2 separate regions of the Mus musculus genome follow, and region 2 is linked to region 1. Evidence: chromatin contacts called from public HiChIP or PLAC-seq data. All regions are on one chromosome and are shown on one strand. Each heading gives the region's core, a stretch centred on a gene start, on an enhancer-like site or on the middle of the called end of the contact. The rest is flanking DNA. Distances are from core to core; before and after follow the strand shown.

The links. HiChIP or PLAC-seq counts read pairs in DNA pulled down with a chosen protein or histone mark.
Region 2: an H3K4me3 HiChIP or PLAC-seq map of bone marrow-derived macrophages shows a contact between it and region 1, with 2.9 times the contacts expected there. The contact joins the promoter of Suclg1 here to the enhancer-like site in region 1. A contact is called at or near these places in 3 of 39 promoter capture datasets (the HPC-7 cell line, hippocampal neurons and trophoblast stem cells), 2 of 15 datasets of contacts at CTCF or cohesin (CD8 T cells and the NIH/3T3 cell line), 13 of 484 Hi-C or Micro-C datasets (CD4 T cells, CD8 T cells, the HPC-5 cell line and 8 more), 5 of 115 datasets of contacts at active chromatin or transcription factors (bone marrow-derived macrophages, embryonic stem cells and extraembryonic endoderm stem cells) and 2 of 9 other capture datasets (embryonic stem cells and liver).

The regions. Positions count from the first base shown.
Region 1 is chr6:73,163,484-73,170,884 of GRCm38.p6, forward strand. Dnah6 (dynein, axonemal, heavy chain 6) reads right to left here. Exons shown (of 77, transcript NM_001164669.1): 16 at 5,346-5,474; 17 at 1-110. Among named protein-coding and RNA genes, the nearest start is that of Gm24533, 26 kb to the left of the region's middle. Within about 2 kb of position 3,223, at least 5 of the 459 cell types and tissues checked have an H3K27ac peak or open chromatin away from gene starts, as enhancers often do. A contact at or near this core is called in bone marrow-derived macrophages, where this site is marked.
Region 2 is chr6:73,244,524-73,251,924 of GRCm38.p6, forward strand. Suclg1 (succinate-CoA ligase, GDP-forming, alpha subunit) reads left to right here and starts at 3,982. Exons shown (of 9, transcript NM_019879.3): 1 at 3,982-4,230. The coding sequence starts at 4,134. Gm38834 (a long non-coding RNA gene) reads left to right here and starts at 4,240. Exons shown (of 2, transcript XR_869182.3): 1 at 4,240-4,860.

The sequences.
Region 1 (7,401 bases), core at 1,973-4,472:
AGCCATTCCTGCTGGAGATTATCCCATTCCGACAAGGAATCCCAGAGCAGTTGTTTGAGCCTGAGTTCAGCACTAACTTCTTCCAATGCATCAAACTTGGACACTTCCACCTTTAAAATACAAGAAACAAGACGCGGGGCTTAGATTTCAGACAGAACGACTGTATTGTCCTACAGGCAACTCTTGGTGCTGTGATTTCCTGGAAGAATGTGGATCCTAAATGGGGGGGGGGGGAGTAAGGAGAGGGAAAAAGTAAGGGGATGACCCCTGAAAGCTGTGAAATCTTGCACACAGTATAGCATTTCATTTGAGAAAATATGGCATGATATTTTCTTACAATGTACATATCCTGACCATATCACTGTTGGAGAGCTCTGGGGCATTCCCTTTTGGATGCTCAGTCTTTGGTGGTGGGGATGGAGGGATAGATGAGTTTTCAGATTGACTGCTTTCCTTCTGGGCTCCTAAGCTTTGGTGATGGAAGAGGCAGGTATGTGTGTAGTGGCTGCTGGAGGGAGGGTGGAGAGGTTTAAGGTCACAGAACAACCTCCTCTAACCACATGGAGTGTAGAGCAACCTTGTAGAGACGAAGAATGAAGACATCCTGAAGGATTTTTATTACCATGTTTATTGATTCATATGTGTGTATGTGTGTGTGTGTGGGGGGGGGGGCAGATACAGGTGACTTTGGAGACCAGAAAAGGTCATCTGATTCCCTGGAGATGGAGTTATAGGTCATCCATTGTGTGTGCTGAGAACTGAAGTCCTGTCCTCTGGAAGAGCAGCAGGTGCTTTTTAACTGTGGAGCCATCTCTCCAACTCCTGAAGGTGTGTCCAATGAAAAATCATGTAAAGACTGCTTTGGATTGGATGTGAGGAAACTCCCATTGAACTGACTGAACAGAGATTGTTGGATTCTGTGATTAAACTCGAGCATTGGTATTGGGGATGTGATGGTTTGAGTGAAAATAGCCCCCATAGGGAGTGATACTGTGAGGAGGTGTGGCCTTGTTAGAGTAGATATAGCCTTGTTGGAGGAAGTGTATTACTGGGCATGGGCTTAGAGGTTTCAGATGTGCAAGCCAGGCTCTCTCCTCTCTCCTCTCTCCTCTCTCCTCTCTCCTCTCTCCTCTCCCCCTCCTTCCCCTCCTCTCCCCTCCCCTCTCCCCTCCCCTCTCCCCTCTCTCCTCCCCTCCCCTCCCCTCCCCTCCCCTCCTCTCTCTTCTTCTTCTTCTTCTTCTTCTTCTTCTTCTTCTTCTTCTTCTTCTTCTTCTTCTTCTTCTTCTTCTTCTTCTTCTTCCTCTCTCTCTCTCTCTCTCTCTCTCTCTCTCTCTCTCTCTCTCTCTCTCTCTCTTTCCTGCCTGCTCTGCTGATCCAATGTAGAACTATCAGCTCCTTCTTCAGCACCATGTTTGCCTGAGTGCCACCATGCTTCCTGCCATGATGATAATGGACTAAACCTCTGAACTGTAAACCAGCTCCAATGAAATGCTTTCCTTTATAAGAGTTGCTGTGCTCATGGTGTCTCTTCACAGCAATAGAAGCCCAGAGTCAGATGGGTTGGGGAGTGAGTGGTTAGCCTCGACTCCCATTAATTCCACCAAAGCCATCCATGCTTTGGCTTTTCTCAAATGATTGACAGCTGCAGAAGGGAGTTCAGGTTAGAAGCAGCTATGAAGGGAGAATAAGATGCAACATATGAAAAAAGTAAGCTGTTGCTATCTCAGGCTCTGTGTGTGTGTGTGTGTGTGTGTGTGTGTGTGTACAGTACATGTTCACTCTATAGGTATGAGGAAGGCATGAGCACATGCTTGCATTTGAGTGAATGTGCCATACACTGTGACATGTGTAGAGATTAAAGGACGGAGTACGGTGCTGATCCTCCCTTCCATCTGGTTTGAGAAGGATCTGTTGATTGCCATGGCACACACCAGGCTACTTGCCCTGGAGCCCCCAGGGGTTGTCCTGTCTTGGCCTCCTGTCTTGTAGGGATCCTGGGATTACGGTGGCTTCACATGGGTGTGGGGAATCTGAACTCAGGTCCTCATACTTGTCCTCCCTGAGCCATTGCTCATCCCGTTGTTTTTCTTTAGAGATCCCCCCTAATATTATGGTAAAAACACATAACATGAGATCTGGAAATTTTTATGCATATAGTACTGTTAACTATGCTGTGCTAAAAACATAGTAGCAGACTTCCACTGCTTTTCAATTCCATGTTTATGAAAAATTACACTTTCTGAGCAAGCAACCCTCAGTTCCGCAGCCAATAGTGATCACGGTGGTAGTTTCCACGTCGGTGAGAGTGCTTTAGGCATTTCACACACTATTTGATCTTCTGTGATTGGCTCATCATTGGTAATCATCACAACATATGACATAATTTGATTTTTCTCTTTCCTCTTTGGTGTGCCTGTGCCTATGTGTATGTTCATGTTTGTGCATATGCAAGCATGTTCAAGTGAGGAGACTATTTTTCAGGTTATAACTAACTAACCAGCTGATTAATTGCTTTCATATAAAGCCTCTCACTGGCCTGGAATTTACCAAGTAGTCCACACTGTCTGACCAGAATGTCCTGGGATCTAGGTGTCTTTGCCCCCACTGGCTCTGGGATTATAACATGGATTATAACATGTGTTATACATGTGGATTCTTTAAATCATGAGATCTAAGGATAAAACTCAAGTCGTTGTGATTGTGCAAAACAAACAAACAAACAAACAAACAAACAGCCTCTTTCCTGGCTGAGCCATCCCTAACCTTTTTTTTCTTTTTCCTAATTTTAAAATTTTGTTTTGTTTTTAACTATGTGTATCTCCGTGTGGATTTGTGCACATGCGTGCAGGTGCCCAAACAGGTCAGATTTCCTGGGGCTGGAGTTACAGGCAGGTGTGAGTCACCCAATCTGGGTACTAGGAGCCAAACTCGGGTCCTCTGCAAGAGCAGTATGAGCTCTCAATCTCCAATCATCTCCCAGTCTGGTTTTGCTTATTTTCTTAACTGGCATACACTCATGGTGATTTCTTTCAAGCTCCGTGAGCATTTCTACTCTGGTACACTGCCTATAGTGTACTCTCTTTTTCCTTCCTGATAATCTTTCTTCATCTCCCTTCTGGTCACATACACGGATTTTTAAATGCTATCTATATAGAAGCTGGAATCCACAAACTCGAGGAAACCCATGGTATTTGTGGTTTTGACTTACTTCACTTCATGTGATGATCTCCATCTTTTTTTCTGGATATGACATAATTTTGTTCTTCCTTATGGCTGCGTAGAACCCCATTGTGTATACACATCCCGTTTTCTTTACTCATGTGTCTGTTGGTGAGAATCTAGGCTGATTCTATAGCTTCACTGTTGTGAGTGGTGCAGCACTACATATGGATGTATAGCTATCTCTATGGTGTGTTGAGTTAGAGTCCTTCAGATATGTACCCAGGAGTGACATAGATGCATCACAGGCTTAGTGTTTGAGAAACCCCCATGCTGGTTTCCATAGCTGTTCACTTAATTTGCATTTGCACCTGCAGTGAATATCTGCTCCCTTCCCCCACAGCCTCAGCATCATAATTAATAGCAATCATTCTGAAGAGGGTGAGATGGATTGCAATGCACTTGCAGTATTCACTTCCTTGATGAATGGGATGTTGAGTATTTTTTTCTTACGTCTATTGGTCATTTGTATTTCTTCATTTGAGAACTCCCATTTCATTCCATTATCCCACTCATTAAGTTGTTTATTTTTTGTATATTTAGTGCTTTGAGTTCACAATAAATTCTAGATGTGAATCTGTCAGACATATAGTTGCAAATGTACAGTCTCTCCTATTCTACAGGCTGTTCCTTCACTTCGTTTCCTTTGCTGTGCAGAAGTGTGTTAATTTCATGCAGCCTCATTTGTCAGCATTTGGTTTTACTTCTTTAGCAGAGTCCTCTCCAGAAAGCCCTTGCCTCTGCTGACACCTTGAGGTGTTTCCCATGACAGCTCTAGGCCTTACACTGAGGTCTTTTACCCATCTCTAAAAACTTGATTTCGTACAGGGTAAAAGATAGGGGTCTTGTTTCATTTTTAATATATAGATACCCAGTGTTTTTAGTACCATTTTTTGAAGATGCTTCCCTCCCCGCCCCCATGTATGTTTTTGGTGTTTCTGCCAAAATCCAGGTGGCTGTGGTTATGTGGGTTTAATTCTGGCTCCTTTGCACTATTCCACTGACCTACGTGTCAGCTTTTGTGCAACTAGCATTCTGGGTTTGTGCTCATGGCTCTGCAGCTCTGTGGTGCCCAGCATCGTTGTTTGTGCTCAGTTATCCAGGGCCTTCTGTGCTTCCATAAGGGCTTTGTTCCCTCACTCAGGTTTTACAAGTCTCATTGCCTGGCACAGAGCACATCACTCTTCAGATTATTTTACTAAGCTCTGGCCTCTGGAGCAGACCTGCCTAAGGACAGGAGTGTGCAGGTGTGTCGCCAAGTGAGGCACAGGTGCACTCCACCAAGTGCACCATCCTTTCATTTACCTTGTTGCTCTCTGTTGATGCTGTTTAAGGCATGGGCATCTCTTGGATCTCCTCTTTCTTTTCACCCTTAGCATTTCGAACCTACCTTTTGGGACTCATCTTATCTTCTGGCTCATCTCTTTTTTTGTGTGTAATAACAGGACAATTTAGGTAAAGCTCATGGAATCAAAACTCATCCAGATGCTAAAGACACTTGAATTTTACTTGAGAAAAGCTAGAGGGCTTTAATTAACCACATTTTGAAACGCATACACATTTTAACATAGAAACTGCGGGGAGGGGGGGAGTGGCTGAGAATTTCCCAAAACAAGAGGATATTTTGTGCCTCACAGATACTATTATTTTTGCATACATACGTGTTTGCAATACACATGCTAATGTGTGTGTATGTGTTTGCATGCTCATGTGCATGTAGAGACCCACGGTTGATGTCAGACATTCCTTGATTGCTATCTGTCTGATATTTTGAAGCATTGAACCCAGAACTTGCCAGTTCTTCTAGTCCAGCTAGCTAACTTGCCTCAGGGATACCCTGTCTCCAACTCCCAATTGATGGGGTAACAGGCAGGCTGCTACCCCCATCTGGCTTTTACACAGATGCAGGAGCAGGAGATCCAGACTCACGCCCTTACACTTGTGCATGGAGCACTTCACCTGCCATGTCTCCAGCCCTCTTGTGTACTAATCCCCCTTGGTGTGCTTGTGGAACATTGACCAGCCACTGTCCGCTGAGTGGCTCTGGTCACCTTGTTGAGGGGACTTATGCATAAATACATATTTGTGCATGCATTCGAGAAGCAGATGTGATCAGCTGCAGTTACCTTGAAATTCTTCTGGTAGGATTTGTACTGAAAGGCGCGTTTCTGAAGGTCATCCAGAACGGACTGCAGGTCACTCAGCATCGTCTTTATTTTCTCCTGGTCAGCACTGATATCCAAGATCTGAGGGTCCTATAAAGTCAATGTGGGTTTTGGTTAGGCAGCTTGATTGTTCGTGAAGATTAGGTAGATCAATAGACATGTTCCCCAAAATGCATTTTCCCTCATTCTCTTTCTGTCTCTTATAAACTATGTTAAAAAAACAAAATGGTTGTTTCTTTTAATGTTATAAATCAGCATAGGAAAAAGTAGAGACATGGAAATAGGAACTCAGTGCTGTTTTAAAACAGAATGTAGGGGCTGGCAAGATTGCTCAGTGGGCAAAGGCACCCACAGCCAACCCGAATGACTTGTTTCGTCCCTGGGATTCACATAGTGAAGAGAGGACGGGTGCTAGTGTGTAAGATGTCTCCTGACTTTCATATACATGTGCCCTAGCTCACGTGTGCCCATCCTACCCCCCCCCCCACACACACCATCATAAAATAGAACCTAGTACAGTCTCCTTCATTTCCTACTTGAACATAAAAGAAGCTGTGGGGATCTGAGTGTGTCAGGGCAGAGAAGAGATGGCTGTGATATAAAGAAAGTTTCCTTTCCAAAATAAAGCAACAGAAAACACTTTGAATTATGAGAGACACTAAGGAAAATCAGATCCTCTCAGTATTTGCTCACACTGTGTACTAGGCACCAGGTGTGCCTGAGTTCCCCTGCTAGCAGACCAAGCAGCTACGTAGATGCACCCAGGGGTGGGCAGGCTTCCGAGCTCTGATCAGAAGCAGCAGTATCCTCCAGTTCAGTTCACCTCTGATGCTGTCTATCTGGAGATACCTTGGATGCCACAGGTTGAGGGCGCACTCCCAAGGCTATTCTTTTTATCCCAACTGCAAACCCCAGATTGCTCTGCCTGTGCTTATGACTAAGTGAGGTTCCCACGACTCCTCTTTAGAGCCCTCTAATTTATCAGAGTGGTTCATGGAATGTAGAAAGACAGTTGTACTTCAGCATCTTAAGAAAGACTGTGATGATGGGGCCAGATGGAGAGACTCAGATCGAGGCGTGGGGGACAGGGGATGGGGCTTTGCACCTCCCTTGGGACTTACTTTTCAGGTGTTTGACTATCATGAGACTTTGCAAACCCAGGCCTTTGGGCTTTATATTTAGAATTAATTACATGAACATACTTGGGATATAGAATACTTCATTGAAGCATGACCAGGCAAAACCAGTAAGATCTAGTGCTAGTGGGCTGAACCCAGCATGGCTTGTTTAGAACTATCTTGACCTCTGTGCAGAATTCTTTTTTCTTAGGCTGCATCAACACCCCTTTTAAAAGGTGTGTGTGTGTGTGTGTGTGTGTGTGTGTGTGTGTGTGTGTGTGTGTGTGTAAGGGGGTGCCTTATGAGCTACTATCAGAAAATGTCTTTATGGTCATCTCTAAGATTGAAATGTTGGGGAGTATTAGAGTGCACTTTCAGTTCATGTGCCACGGTTGGCCAAGAGAAACAATAGTTTCTGTGGCCTCCCTAGGAGAGAAAAGGGAGATGGAGAGGGGGACCTGGTTACCTGCCACACCCAGGCATTGTAACAAGACTCCATTACTTGTCACCACTTCAAAGGTATTCCAAGGCTTCTTCAGGCATCAAGGGCAAGGTCAAGGACCCTCATCCTCCTGTTTGCATCATGTGGAGATTTAGACAGGGGCAGTCCCGCAGGCTCATAGATTTGCATGCTTAGTCCCCGATCGGTGAACTGTTTGAGAAGGATTAGAAGGACTAGGAGGTATGGCCTTGTTGGAGGAGGTATGTAAATGGGGGGAGAGGGGCTTTCAGGTTTCAAAAGCCCACACCAGGCTTAGTATGTCTGTCTCTCTCTGCCCTCTTGCTTGTGGATCAGGATGTAACCACCCATCCCATCCCATGCCTGCCTGCTTCCATATTTCCTGCCATGAGGAGAATGGACTAATACTCTGAAATTGTAACTAAGGCCCCAACTAAAT
Region 2 (7,401 bases), core at 2,732-5,231, 82 kb after region 1:
TGCCAATTATAATCCCGTTTCTGCAACTGCTCACGTGGCCTTAGATGTTATTTATAACTACCTTCTTCTACTACCCTTTCTGTATTTTCTCAACCCTCAGCAGGTTTTAGCAGGTTTTAGTTTTCCTGGAGGAGTGACCTTTATTCATGGATCTGTGCCCTTTGCCACCCTGCCTGGATTGGGCTGTGGTAGTTTCCCATTGACTTTAATCTCAGGATATGGAAGCGCCCAGAGATGCCCTGTAGGATCTTCTGTACTCCACACATACTTTGACTTATCTCCGTTGTCAATCCGATTTTCTCTTGGTAACCTGGGTTGATCACCCCTCTAACACTGTGTATTTCTTTCTTAGCCTGTTGAGAAGCCCAGATGGCCAGGGGGAAGCCTGAGCTTCCAGTTCCAAGGCATGCTTGGTGTATCTCCTGGCAGGAGTCTGAATCAGTGCTCCCATCTCTGAATCAAAAACGTCTAGGCCACCAGAACTTACCTTCTCCAGAACAGGAAGTATACATTTTCCTAGTGCGTCACTAGGGGTGATAGCAAGTGGAACCATTCCCTTTCCACTCTTTGATGCCTGGGCCTGTGGATCCTGGCTATAGGAGAAACCATAGCATATATTGGATCCTGACTCAAAGCATGTGCTGCCTTCTGGAGAACCCTGCCCCAGTCTTCCAGGCTGCTGCTACCTAATTGGCCTTGTTAAGTGTGTCATCAAAAGGTGTCTTCATTTCATTTTTCTATCAGACCAGCTGCTTCAGGATGGTGGGTAACATGGTAAGACCAGCGAATTACATAATCATTAGACCCACTGTCGCACTTCTCTGGCTGGAAAGTGAATTCTTAGGTCAGAAGCAATAGAATACTATGATGGTGGATACAGCATTCTGTAAATCTATGGATGGTGGTTTTAGCAGAAGTATTAAATGCAGGAAAGGAAAACCCAGAACAAGAATGAGTAGCTAGTCCAACAAGGACAAAGTGTTATCCTTCCCACAGAAGTGGTTAAAGGCAGTCAACCTGCCACCAGGTAGCAGGTTGGTCACCCTGGGGAATGGTACTATATCTGGGGCTTGGTATTAGTCTCTGGTATTGGCAGATCTGGCACTGGCACTAAGCAGCAGCTGTAGCCAGGTCAGCCTTGGTGAGTGGAAGCCCATGTTGTTGAGCCCGTTCCTAACCTCCATCCCTGCCATCATGACTACTTTGTTCATGGACCTATTGTAATAGTACAGCAAAGGCTAGGGAAAGTTGATGACTGTCCACAGAATGGGTCATCCTATCTTCTCGGTGATTGAACTTCTCAGATGAAGTCACCTTTTGGTGAGCATTAACGTGGGATACAAGTATCTTTGCATCCTTTTATCAATATACTTCTTCCCCAGATGTCTTTCTCACCAATTTTCCAATCATCTTCTTTCTTTGTCTCTGACCATCTAGCCAACCCACTGGCTACAGCCCACGAATCAGTGAACAATAGTGCAATCTGGCCATGTGTGATGGATTATATATGCTTAGCCCAGGGAGTGGCACTATTAGGAAATGTAGCTTTGTTGGAGTAGGTGTGTCACTGTGGGTGTGGGCTTTAATACCCTAGTCCTAGTTACCTGGAAGTGATTCTTCTCAGAGCAGCCTTCAGATAAAGATATAGAACTCTCAGCTCCGCTTGCACCATGCCTGCCTGGATGCTGCCATGCTCCTGCCCTGATGATAGTGGACTGAACCTCTGAACCTGTAAGTCAGCCCAATTAAATGTCCTTGTAAGAGTTGCCTTGGTCAAAGTGTCTGTTCACAGCAGTAAAACCCTAAGTCACCATTTAGACTTCCAAACAAATTGTAATACTATGTATACTATTGAAGCTCTGTCCACAGTGAAGATTTCCCTTCACTGGTGTCTTTCAGGGTTGTCCCCAAAAGAGTTTGTAATGCTGCAGCTGTCTATTTCTGGGTGATGCCTGCATAATGTACAGAACCATCAGGGAACCAGGCCCCAGTCTTCTCTTCTCAGCCAGCTGATCATAGGGGATATACCTTGAGGCTATAGGTGTGTGTGTGGCAGCAGACAGCATTGTAATGTGAGTGGAAACCATAGGCATTTGGAGAACTTCTTCATGTAATTTGCTTGTGCCTTCAGGACCTGGTTGGGCCAGATCACATATATACCACTTCCATTTATTAATAGATTGCTACTGTGCACATCCTGCTTTATGACTGGTGGATCAGATAATTTCCAGTGCATGATGAGCAGCTTACAGAGTACCTTGAGGTTATATAGTAACTTGGTGTCCCATTGTCAAACTAAGTCCCAATAGCAGGCTAACAGCTGCCTCTTAAAGGGAGAATTGTCTACAGATGATGATGAAGCCTTTCTCTAAAATCCAAAGGTCTCTTCTGTGACTCACCTAGGGGCCTGCCAAAGGCTCCAGACAGCATCCCTGCCTGTCACTGAGATCTCAAGTACCATTGGGTCTGCTGGATCACCTGAGCCAAGTGGTAGTGTGCTTGCTTGCACAACAGTCTGGACTTCTTCAAGAGCGTTCTCTTGCTCCAGGCCCCACTTAAAGTTAGTAGCTTTCTGAGTCACTATGGACTGGAGTCACACACCCAAGTGAAGAGGGTGCTGCATCCAAAATCCAAACAGGCTCAGTAAACACCGTGCTTCTTTCCAGTGGGAGGGGCCAGACACAATAACTTTACAATAGAAGGATAGCTCTGCATGCCCCAAACCACTGCACTCCTAAGAATTTCACTGAGTTAGAAGGTTCTTGAATTTTGGTTGAATTTACGTGTTACCCATGAATTCAAACTGGCTGCTATCCACTACTCACTTGGTCCAATCAGCATAATGTTGTCAATATAGTGTACACACACACATATTTACAATCTATACTATATGTTATATATACTATGTATTACACATTTTGTTAAATAAATGAAACAAAATGCTTAATTATTAAGTAAAGATTCAGTGAAAAATTTCCTCCTTAAAACCATTGTTCGCGGGCTGGAGAGATGGCTCAGAGGTTAAGAACACTGGTTGTTCTTTCAGAGGTCCATGAGTTCAATTCCCAGCCACCACATGGTGGCTCACAACCAAGTGTAATGAGATCTGGTGCCCTCTTCTGGCTCACAGACATACTGCAGACAGAACACTGTACATAATAAGTAAATAAATAAATCTTTAAAAAAATGTTCACACTGGACCTATTTGGAAAGCACTGATATTTAACTTTACCACAAGGGCAGGATCTACAAGACAAGTACACATGAGAATGGTGCGAATTATAATGACGACCTTACTGAGCTAAAATAACTTTATTGATTATACTGATAAGGAATCTTAGGAACGCGGTTTTAGACAAGAAACGTGGTGCTTTGGCTCAAGGACTTGCTAAGGTTTTAAAAGAGTGGAGTGAATAATTTGTTCCAATTGGGCACAAATCCTATTTGATCTCGAGTTGTAGTCCTTAGGATTTTAGAAAGAGGCATAATTAGCATTAGTAAATAATTAGCATTAGTCGAAGGCAGTGCGCCAGTTTGTTTAATAAAGAGATTCCTGCTTCAGGAAACTGTCAGCTAAGGGGCTTTTTAATTTTAAGTATTTGGTCACTTTTCCTTTTTTCTTTTGCCGGCCACTAGTGCGGATAATTTCCGGAACCGTACAGGGAGGACAAGAGGAGTACAATCTTCTCTGTAACAGGTCAGAAAAAAACAAAGTGCAGGATCACGGTCTGGCACATAGCATTGCTGCCGGCGCCTCCCCTCAGCGTTTGTCACGGCTTTTCCTGGGCGCCCACGCCGGAGTTTAAATCGCTTCCAACCCCTTCCCTTTCAGCACGCTGCTTACTCGGAAAAAAAATACATTTCCCACAACACCACGCGCCGGCCGGGCCTCTCATGGGCTGTCCCACACATTGCCGTTATGTTTATGGTTACCCAAGCCCACATCTACTAAAGAACAGAGCTATTGTTTGCTTTTCAAACGTCATCCTTCTTGTTCTTTTCCACTTGTAACGTTCACTGTTTGAGAAGAGACTCCGAGGAGCGTAAGATATTCAGGCTACTCCTCTAGACACCTTTCTGCGCGAGCCTGAGCCCATGCCAAGGTCCCGGGGTCCTGAGAGTGTCATTGGGGGATGACCGCAACAGTAGTTGCTGCGGCTGCCACTGCAACCATGGTCTCCAGCAGCAGCGGCCTCGCCGCCGCCCGCCTGTTGTCGCGCACCTTCCTCCGTGAGTCGTGCCGGCCCGGCTCTGTCCTCCATGCTTGCGTAGACCTCGGGTTCCTGATTCTGGCCCCGGCGGTGTCCGGGCTCTTCCGGGCGGGCCCTCGGAAGGGGCGAGGGAGCCACCGGTCCAAACGCCAGTGGCAGACCTCGGGGGTGGAGGGGGCTTTGTCCGATGGGGTCGTGGATCGGCCGATGCACTTCGCAGGGCGCCCTGCAGACACGGCAACAATATCCTAGTTCCCTCGGTGACGGGGTGTGTGTGTGTGGAGGCGGGGGGGGGGGGGTGAGGTGGAGGTGGCCTCTGGGCTGGCCCTTACTTGGAGCCAAGGCTAAAGAGGTCCAGGATGAACTCTGCTGGGAGTGTGAGCCCCCGGGTTGAAGAGGTTGTAATTTGTCCCGAAAGATTCTGCACTTGGAGTTGACCGTTCTGTTGAAGTGGTAGGGCCAACGGAAAGGTGGTTTCTGCACCCAGAGTCAACGTGGCCCCGTAGGAGCTTGGAAGCTGACCAATGATGTGTCGCTCTTTACGAGACTCCAATGAACACCTCAGTTTCTGAGAACCAATCTCCCAGGGTTGCTATCCTGCAATGCTGACTCTTGAAAAGTAGTGCTGCGTTCAAAGTCTCTGTGTTAGGTACGATAGGAAACAGCTTGGGAACCGGTCATGTCGTTTTTGAAGTCTGGCCAATCATTCGTATGTGTATAATAGTCTTTTTTTAAAAAGTGATTTCTCGATGGATGTGGTGGCCCACACATTTAATTCCTGCATTTGGGAGGCAGAGGCAGGTATGCGGGTCTTTGTGAGTTCGAGGCCAGCCTGGTCTACAAAATGAGTCCCAAGAGAGCCACAGCTGTTACACAGAGAAACCCTGTCTTGAAAACAAAACGAAATGAAACAAACAAAAGCCTACTAAACAAACAAACAAACAAACATCTCTCAAGTAATAGCTTGGTTTGTGAAGCAGAGCATTGTCCTGCCTATCACTAACAGGAGAAATGATTGCCGATTAAAACTGTGATGAGTGATTGGTTGTCAGGTTTATCCAGATCTAGGAGATGTTAAGAAGTAATGAGTGGTTTGGTTTCATTGTGTAGAATAAGTGAGTCAGTTTACTGCTCAGAAATAGACACTCATGTAACACTCTTTTCTTTGTGACATCTTGTTTCCTCTCGCATCAGATAGTAGGTGAGACTTAGTTTCTTTCTTGGGTATCCTAAAAGTGTTCAAGGATAAGTGTGCACCCAGTAGCTGTACCTCATTGCCAGGTCATTTGAGGACAGAGGTCCGACTTGGTAACTTTGCCAAATGTGAAAGAGTTGAGTGTATTTGGGAACGTTTTCTGGAGCACCTTCTTGACTGATTAAAAGGATACCTCAATGTGCTCCAAATAGAAGGGAAGGAAGGCATTAGTTGTGCCAGTAAGTGCTGTGGCTGGTAGAGTTTGAACACTTGTGTGTTGGGTATGGCCTAAGCCAGCTTATTTGGAATCGTTTGTGGGTTAAGATGTGGAACACCAGATGTGCACATTAGCTAGTTTTCTGGAACACTCACCTATGCACCAATGTCTCTCTCTGCTGAGGTCTTTCTGGTCCAAGACCCAGCCTCCATCCAGAAGGTCTGCTGTGTTAATAGAGGTGTTTCCAGAAGAGGAATGTCTAGGTGATTTGGTTCCTTAAATTCATCCTTAGCAACCCTCACCCCACAGAACTGAACGTCTTTCATCCTAGACTGCAAGACTGAAGGCCTAGAAGAGATTTAGCTTTCTGTTGCTGGAGGCATGCTGTTAAAACTCTGAGGGATCTAAGATCTAAACTAGGATATTTTTGTATTAGTAGTATTAGTATTAAGGTTACAAGTGACTAATGTTTAAAAACCTCTTAGTTGGCAGACCTTGGAATTCTCTCACACCTGCAATATTTCCAAGCCACTGCAGTGGCCATGTTGTCTCACAAGTTAGTGCTGCTACTGTTTTCTCCTCCTTCTCTTCCTCCTCTTCTTTCTCCTCTTCCTCCTCCTCTTCCTCCTCTTCCTCCTCCTTCTCTTCTTCCTCTTCATCTTCCTCCTCTTTCTTTTCCTCTTATTCTTCCTCCTCCTCTTCCTCTTCTCCTTTTTCTTGTTACAAATTATTTAGGCTTTTAGGTTAAAATAAGATGATAGGAATCCCACCTCCACCCTGTTCTTAAATTTTAGCTGATGGCACATAATGTGTTGAGGTCCCAAGTTTTGCAGTGTTGATTTGAGTTAAAAGAGATAAAAAGACAAACAGCCCTAGGTGCTACAGGGCTCTATTGAAGGGCAACTAAGAGACTGCTAAGCTGCCCTCGACCCCTCACACACATTTAATGGCTTAGGAGAGCAAGGGACAATCTTGTTGATGTGGGGAGGATATGGAAATGAGGATGATTTTGACGAGAATATGTAAGAACTTTACAAGCATCACTGAGATTAAAATGAAGTTTGAAAAGAAACCTAAAGTTTGCTAGAGTCTTTAAAACTATCAACCAGGAGGTACTATAAATCACATCTTTCTGAATAATTAATAAGAGCAGGTATTATTTTGATCTTAGAATTAGGATATTTTGATGTCAGAAAGTTGATCTTACAATCCAGTTAGTTCTGCTGTTTGGTTTGGCAAATGAGGAAACAAAGCCAGAAAATTTCCCAGGTGGTGTCCACGGAGTCCCGGAAACCAGGTCTGCTGGTGCGTGCAGTGTCTTTTCACGTGCGCGCCTTGGGAAGCTTGGACTTCCATATGAGGAGCAGGACCTTTGGACTCTCAGGGATCCGTGGAGGAAGCGTCTCCCCTGCTCGGAGCTGCTGCTTGCCTCTCTCCCGCCCTTGCCAAGTTCCACAGGCTTATTTGCAGACTCAGGGAAGCTCTTGGAAGTGTGTGGAAAAGGACACTCCACAGTGATCGTTCCCTTTCTAGTCTCTGTTGCTGTTTGCATCTAGGAACTCAACCTTTATCTCAGAAATGGAAGCCTGAATCCAAATGCGTTGCTGGAGCCCTGAGAAAGTGACTTGATTTTTCTGGCCTCAAAGTTGCTTCATAGAAACACTGAAGTTTAAAATGATTAGTGTAGGAATAATTTAGAGTTTGCCACAGGACAGGTATTTTGTTGTGTTTGACCAATTTATTAAGTTTTTACTTAATAATATTTCTAAAATCTGAAT